2 separate regions of the Zea mays genome follow, and region 1 is linked to region 2. A link is a contact called in public Hi-C data. All regions are on one chromosome and are shown on one strand. The core of a region is the stretch at or near the end of the contact, and the rest is flanking DNA. Distances in the headings are between cores, read along the strand shown.

Region 1 (3,334 bases), core at 279-2,778, 190 kb after region 2:
AGTATATTTTTTATGATGGACATATTCATTTTACTTTTATTTGGTTAGTCTTGGTTATTGTTCATATGTTATAGCCAAATTTAAACTTCTCAATATCACGTACCCAAATCAACATACATTATAAAACCGAGTTTAAGAGTTAGCACATGTTCCACTGTTTCTACCATCGTCCAGTTTTCACTATTTCCATCATCAATACTTTTGTAAATTTTTTTTATATATTTCCATGTAATTAACATGCAGTTCAATTGTTGTGCACTAACATTTATTGAATAATTTGTACGCCGTCGCAACGCACGTGCACTCACCTAGTAGAAAAAATAAGAGTAATCAGAGTAGAACAACAAAAGGTGAGACATGATCAAGAAAAATATAGAGTGATTTAGAGTAAGGTAAGTAGATAAGGAGTTTATCTAGTTCTATCTAGATTTTGTCCTATAGTCAACATTCGTCCTATATCACGCTTAGCACGTGTTCCAATCTATCAATGATAGGTGGGTGTCGCCCCGACTATGTTTCAAAAAAAAGAATTAGACACCTTACAACTTATTTATTTTGCGTATGTATAACGAAGCATTTGTGGCAACTGACGATGATGTACAAAAAACACTTACATATTGTTCAGAAAAAAGAAAGAGAAAGCGATTATAAGACCACACTTGCATTCTATAGACAATAACATAGGTAATAAGTGAGAAAGAAGGATATCAAGGCCAAGCAGCGGTATTGCCTAGTGAGGCTTTGTTTTTTCTGGATTGGGTGGTCGGAACGATTCCTAGTAAGATTATTTCACTAATATATAAGATTTGATCAGCTAGATTGATTCTGAGTATAATCTTAGATAAACAAACAAGGTCTTAGGGCCTGTTTGTTTACCCCTAGATTATATAATCTGGATTAAATAATCCTAAGAGGCAAACAAACAGTCCAGCTTATTTGCCCAGATTATATAATCTAACCCCTTTGATTATGATAATCCATAAGCAAGTGAGGAGGTGCTTATTTCAGATTATTTTTTTCCCGCTTCCCCACTACCCTTTCAAGTTTCCTAGAAATTACCCACCATTGCCATTATAATCCACCGAATCGTTTTTGCGCCTAGTACTAGTCAATTTGGAGATGAAGAAGGTGACATGAATGTCTTCCGTGATAATATTGCTAATGCAATATTTGCCAATGTCAATTGAATTATTTTTTTTCATATATGAGTTTCAACCTAGTACAAATATAGAGGGCATTCTTGTCTTCCTCATACAAAAGAATCCTATTAACAACTCAAATAATCTGGGTAAACAAACAGAACTACTCAGATTATATAATCCAGATTATATAATCCTCCAAAAATAATCCAGATTATATAATCCATGGGGTAAACAAACAGACCCTTAAGTTATCTATCTTTAACAGATTACCTATTTCACTTTCTATTCTAAACTATACTTTTATAAATAGTGTTGTCTATACCGAATTTTACTTTATAAATAGTTACAAAATAGTGTTTTGCGCCTATTTACATGGTCTGGTTTGTTAGTTGGTCGCCCCGACCGTGAACGTGAAGCAGCGAAGCGTCCCGGCAAAGGCACCCGGTGGCCGCGTCCAGCGCCTACCGTTTCCGGGGGGGCTCCTCGCCTCCTCTTCCCCCGTCCACCCATTCTCCTGGCCGCTCTTCCCCTTCGTCGTCGCACTCCGCTAGCTCACCTCCTCGTCCCCATATAAACCATATCCCTCTCCGGGCCCCGCGCAGCCGCCGGCGACAAGCGCGCAGGAGCAGCAGTTGTCGCGCCTCACTGATGGCGACCGCCGTGGCGTCGCAGCCGTGCCACCTTCCCCTCAGCGCCGGCGGAGATCCCAGGTGCGCGGCCAGGTTCGTTTGCTTTCCCGCTTACGCTTCTTGTGCGGTGCCACGATTCGGCGTTTGACCGTTCGCTCGTGAGCGGATGGATTGGACGGATGTTTTGGTTGTAATCGTGGGGTTGGTTCAATTGATCGTGGAATTGCGCGCGTGCATCGGCGCTGCGCAGCTGGAGAACCGTGTGAATCTAGCATTTCGGTGGTCTCAGATACCAGAGCTTCCAAACGGGGAGTCTATTACCCTGTTTGGGTTGTTGGAAAAGCGGCTTATCCGATAAGCCCATAAGCCGATAAAAAACAGCTTCTACTTATTGGCCGTTTTTAGTTCATTGTGAGAAGCAGCTGAGCTGAACTGATAAGCTACTTCATGTTTGGCACAGCTTCTATTTAAACCTGTGTAGAACCTGTGCCAAACAGAGCCCTTGTCTGAAACGAACTTCACATACTCTCTTAGGTTTCTGTCTGATTCATTGAAGTTTTAATCTTCGAGTGGCGTCACTTCATACATATCCTACCAGATTTGTTCTCACTTAGGGCTGTCCCTGTCTGAATAGTAGCTTGCCTATGACATTGATTTATTGGGCTAGTCCATGCGAGTCCTGCGATTATCAATTGACTATACTAGAAGATAGCCCGAGCATTGCTGGGAAATCGCTAATGAATTTTAGTGGATATTATGGTATTGCTGATATGAACAAATAAATGTATGTTAGTGGATGATGTAGCTTGCATGAAGTGATAGCGCCATAATTGCATGCTCTAGTGGGTTGTTGATGTGGATGACTTGCATGTGGACATGGAATTATAGTTTCATTTAGGATTATAAGATATATAGAAAATATAGATCTTAAGAGTTTCTGATCGTGGTACAGCTAAATTCTAGTGATTTTTTTCAGATTTGTAATGTTGGTTCAAGTGGTTTATGTTTGCAGCACTTCGAATGTTCATACTCTGGAGAAAGTATATGGTTTCAGATTCATATGCAGAAGCATTGTTGATGTAAAGACTCACAAATTCCACTCCCGCATTTCAAAGAGGAAGTGCTACTTGAGGAACTCACTGTCGGAGTGTGACAGGACCATCCACAGTGGTAGATGGTTGGAGTTTCGGAGACACAAGGGAGTCTTCCAGAGAACTAGAAGGATGGTTCACATTATTCCATTGGCTTCTGATGGTGATGGCAACCATATATCTGTTAATGGAGCTCTGCAAGTTGGTTCTACAAGCAACATTGATGAAATAAAGTTGAAATTGAATAAAGCATTGCAGAGTGAAGATATCAGCAATGGACTCGTCCAGTCGATACATGATGCTGCAAGATCTATTGAGTTGGCTCTCATAGAGCACAGCAAATTGCCAAAGAGCTCTTGGTTTCCAAAGACATGGCTAGGCGTTGAGAACAATGCTTGGATAAAATCACTGTCTTACCAGGTACAGTACTGAACATTCTACAGAGGTGCATTCTTCCCTCTTCACAAGTTCA
Region 2 (3,170 bases), core at 642-3,141:
GCAAGATGTTGGCTACTAATTAGGTGAACAAACACTCAACCAGCACTAGAAAAAAAACATTTGACCAGTGCTAGATCTACAGGGGGGGTGCAGTAGCAGACTAAGGCCGTATGCACAAGAATCTACCAGATTCTTTAGCAATAAAATGAATACACATGTATCTATAATTCTATATCTGTGTATCACTGTATCCAGAAAATAGCCAGCTGAACGCTAGACTAGCAAAATGATTAGTATACGATGCACTACGATTCATAGAAATGCCATGTTTGTTTCACGGCTTTCTTTGCATTGAGTCAAGTGACCAACAAGGCAAACAACCATAACAAATATTTTTAAGGATCAATTTGTTCAGTCCTTCAAATCACTGTTATGCAATCAAATGACTCAAACTGCACTCAAGAGTGAACACGGTTTTTCAATTCAGTGGTGATTAGCATCAGTGTGGATTTCTATGAGACACTAAATAATCTTAAGACGCAGTTTCCATTAGTAGGCCCTATCATATTAACAATTACAGAGTACAATAGTTTTAAGCAAGGCTAATAATACAACTCGTTCTATTTAGTAGTTAGCTACTCTAAGGCCCACTTGTTTGTCTCACGTATTTTCTTTTCTTGTGCATAAGCTGACGGTAAACTTAGGGCCCGTTTCTCTTCTCTCCCCCCTTTCTCCTACTCGGCACACATCCCACTTATAATCTATGTAAGAAGTTCACCCCCAACAACAGTAACAGTGTAACAGTAACGGATGCAGCTATCACTATCAGATTTCCGAAAGAAAAAAAAAATGCATGCAGCATGCTTCTGCTTCTAGAGATATAAGCACTAGGCAGGCACATGCACCGATTCATCTATCTGGAACAAAATTTAAAAGGCTCAGAGCCAAAACGAATATCTGATATAACAGCGGGATTTATTAGACTGGTAACATCTTAATGTAAAACCAGCATGCATCTGCACTGCATGATCAAGCATTCAAGCGCGCCGTTGTTACCTGTAACTGCGATTGCACAAGATAAGAGCCGAGTTTCTTCGCCGATGGATCGTTGGGCTTGCTTCCGGACGAGAGCGATAGCGACTTGACGATGGGAAGGAAAACACCTCCAGCCCTGGCCGTGGTGCTGGGCATGGCAGGGGAGATGAGAGCCTCGCTGATGGCAAGCCCATAGGATAGGCCCAAAGTGCTGCGCCCCAGCCATTTGACGAAGTACGTGGCGACGCGGTCGCCGAGTCCGGTTTTGACAAAGCCGCGCGCGAAGAAGAAGGATATGACGATGAGCCAGATGACTTCGTTAGTGAACGCCCCGAACGCGGCGGTGAAGGGGAGCGTGCGGGTGGCGACGGTGGCTGTGAGGCCAAGGAACGCCCACGCACCGACGGGGAGCGGGCCGAGGACGAGCCCCGCGATGGTGGAGAGGAAGATGGAGAGGAGCTGCCAGGCCTCTGGGGTTACCTCGGCCGGCCGCGGCACGAGGAAGCGGACGGCGAGGCCGGCGGCAAGCGAGAGAAAGAGGGGCAGCGGTTTAGCACCGCCAGATGCCGCCGACGCCGCCGGCTTAGAGCTCGCTTGAGAGGCCGATGCGGAGGCGAGGAGCGGGGGCAGGTGGCGGCGAGGGATAGGTGAGAGGTGGGAGGCGATGGGGGGTGAGAGGGAGAGGGGATTGGGGTAAGAGTGGAGGTGGAGGTGCAGATGGCGGCGGCGGAGGTGGCTATGGGAGGTCGGGAGAGGGAGAGCCGGTCGGTGGGTGACGGCGAGCCGGAGGCTCTCCATTGGTGGCGGCGGCGGCGGCGGCGGCGAGCGCTACGGGCACTGGTGGCGGCGGAGAGCAACGACAGGTAAGATTTGTTTTTGTTTGTTTTGTTTTTATAAAACGGGGAGCTGGAGAGGCGTGATCTGTCACTGTCAGGCTGCTCTTGACAGCAGGGGTAGTGTACTAGTGGGACCAGTTTCTCTACTGTACTGTACAATTGTACGTATGTGCGGATCTCCTTCGGTTTGATGACAGATCATCGCAACCAGTTTTGTTTCAGGAATCGGCGGGGTGGACCCCATCGGCAGTGAGAAGGAAGATTGGGATCGTCAGGTGTGGCTGTATGGTTCAGATGTTGATATGGGCGGAATCTACGGTATTGCCTATGACATGACGTGCATCAGTGCCCACGTCATATGTCTCGTGGTCACCGTCTCTACCCGTTCGGGTACTCCTCTGTTCCTCACGCCTTGTTTCGGGTATTCTCTCGCTAGCTCTAGAAAATTTAATAGACGTGGTAAAATAGTTGTGTTTGGAGCAAAAATTAAGAGAAAAAATCTAACCACAGTCAGCTAAACAATCTAACTCCAACATTACAAACACCATAAAGTTTTGAGAGATAAAAGTAACAATGATTTGGAGTAGCTCCTTTACTGCTATAAAATTCTTAAAAACGACATATATTGTTTTCTCATAGCCAATACCAATGGCGGGTACATTCTAAATTCTTCATGTGCATAATCTTATTATATATAAAGCAAGTTCAAGTTATTATGTATAAAGCAAGGTCAGATTGATCTTCATTACATTCATTTAGAGCTACTACATCTAAAGTTTTGAAGCAGAACTGCTATAGAGTGGAGAAAAGCTATACCAAACATCCTATAGGCAATGGCCCTTAACACCCACTCCAACCATCAATCACATTACCGATCGCACTATCGAACATCGTAAGCTCACCTCAACATCACATCGCTTTTTTACAGATTTATATTGCAAATGAAACATTGTTGAATATATAAATAAGCAAATAAAAATTACATAGTTCATAAAAAGATTTAAAAATACGATACTTGAAAATAAATAATTCATGCTATATGAGAAAAATAAAAATTGAATTACTTAAAAATTACACAATTCATAAAACAAATAAAAATTGCATCACTTAAATAATTAAAATTGAATAACTCATACAAATAAAAATCTAACTTCCGTGATGCAGATCCCAAATCTAATTGTTGTAGGGAAGTAATGTATTTCTGGTGAGGAGAGAAACCGCAACACAAAATTGAGGGCATGTGCCTTACAATTGATATTTCAAACCCAAGTGAAGCAGCCCTATCAACTAAGATATCATCCACATTTTCGTTAAAATGTAACTCCTACCTACCTCTAGCAATTAACTCACCAGAGAATG

What was found. Hi-C and Micro-C count contacts between places; a contact is called where the count stands out from the background.
Region 1: a Hi-C map of ear shows a contact between it and region 2, with 4 times the contacts expected there. The contact joins the promoter of LOC103641321 here to the promoter of LOC541644 in region 2. A contact is called at or near these places in 8 of 25 Hi-C or Micro-C datasets (bundle sheath, ear, endosperm and 4 more).

Annotation. Positions count from the first base shown.
Region 1 is chr1:186,146,021-186,149,354 of Zm-B73-REFERENCE-NAM-5.0, forward strand. It overlaps LOC103641321 (LETM1-like protein), which reads left to right and starts at 1,529. Exons shown (of 14, transcript XM_035964184.1): 1 at 1,529-1,864; 2 at 2,784-3,282. The coding sequence starts at 1,791.
Region 2 is chr1:185,951,222-185,954,391 of Zm-B73-REFERENCE-NAM-5.0, forward strand. LOC541644 (plastidic general dicarboxylate transporter) reads right to left here and starts at 1,892. Exons shown (of 4, transcript NM_001111399.2): 1 at 997-1,892. The coding sequence starts at 1,773.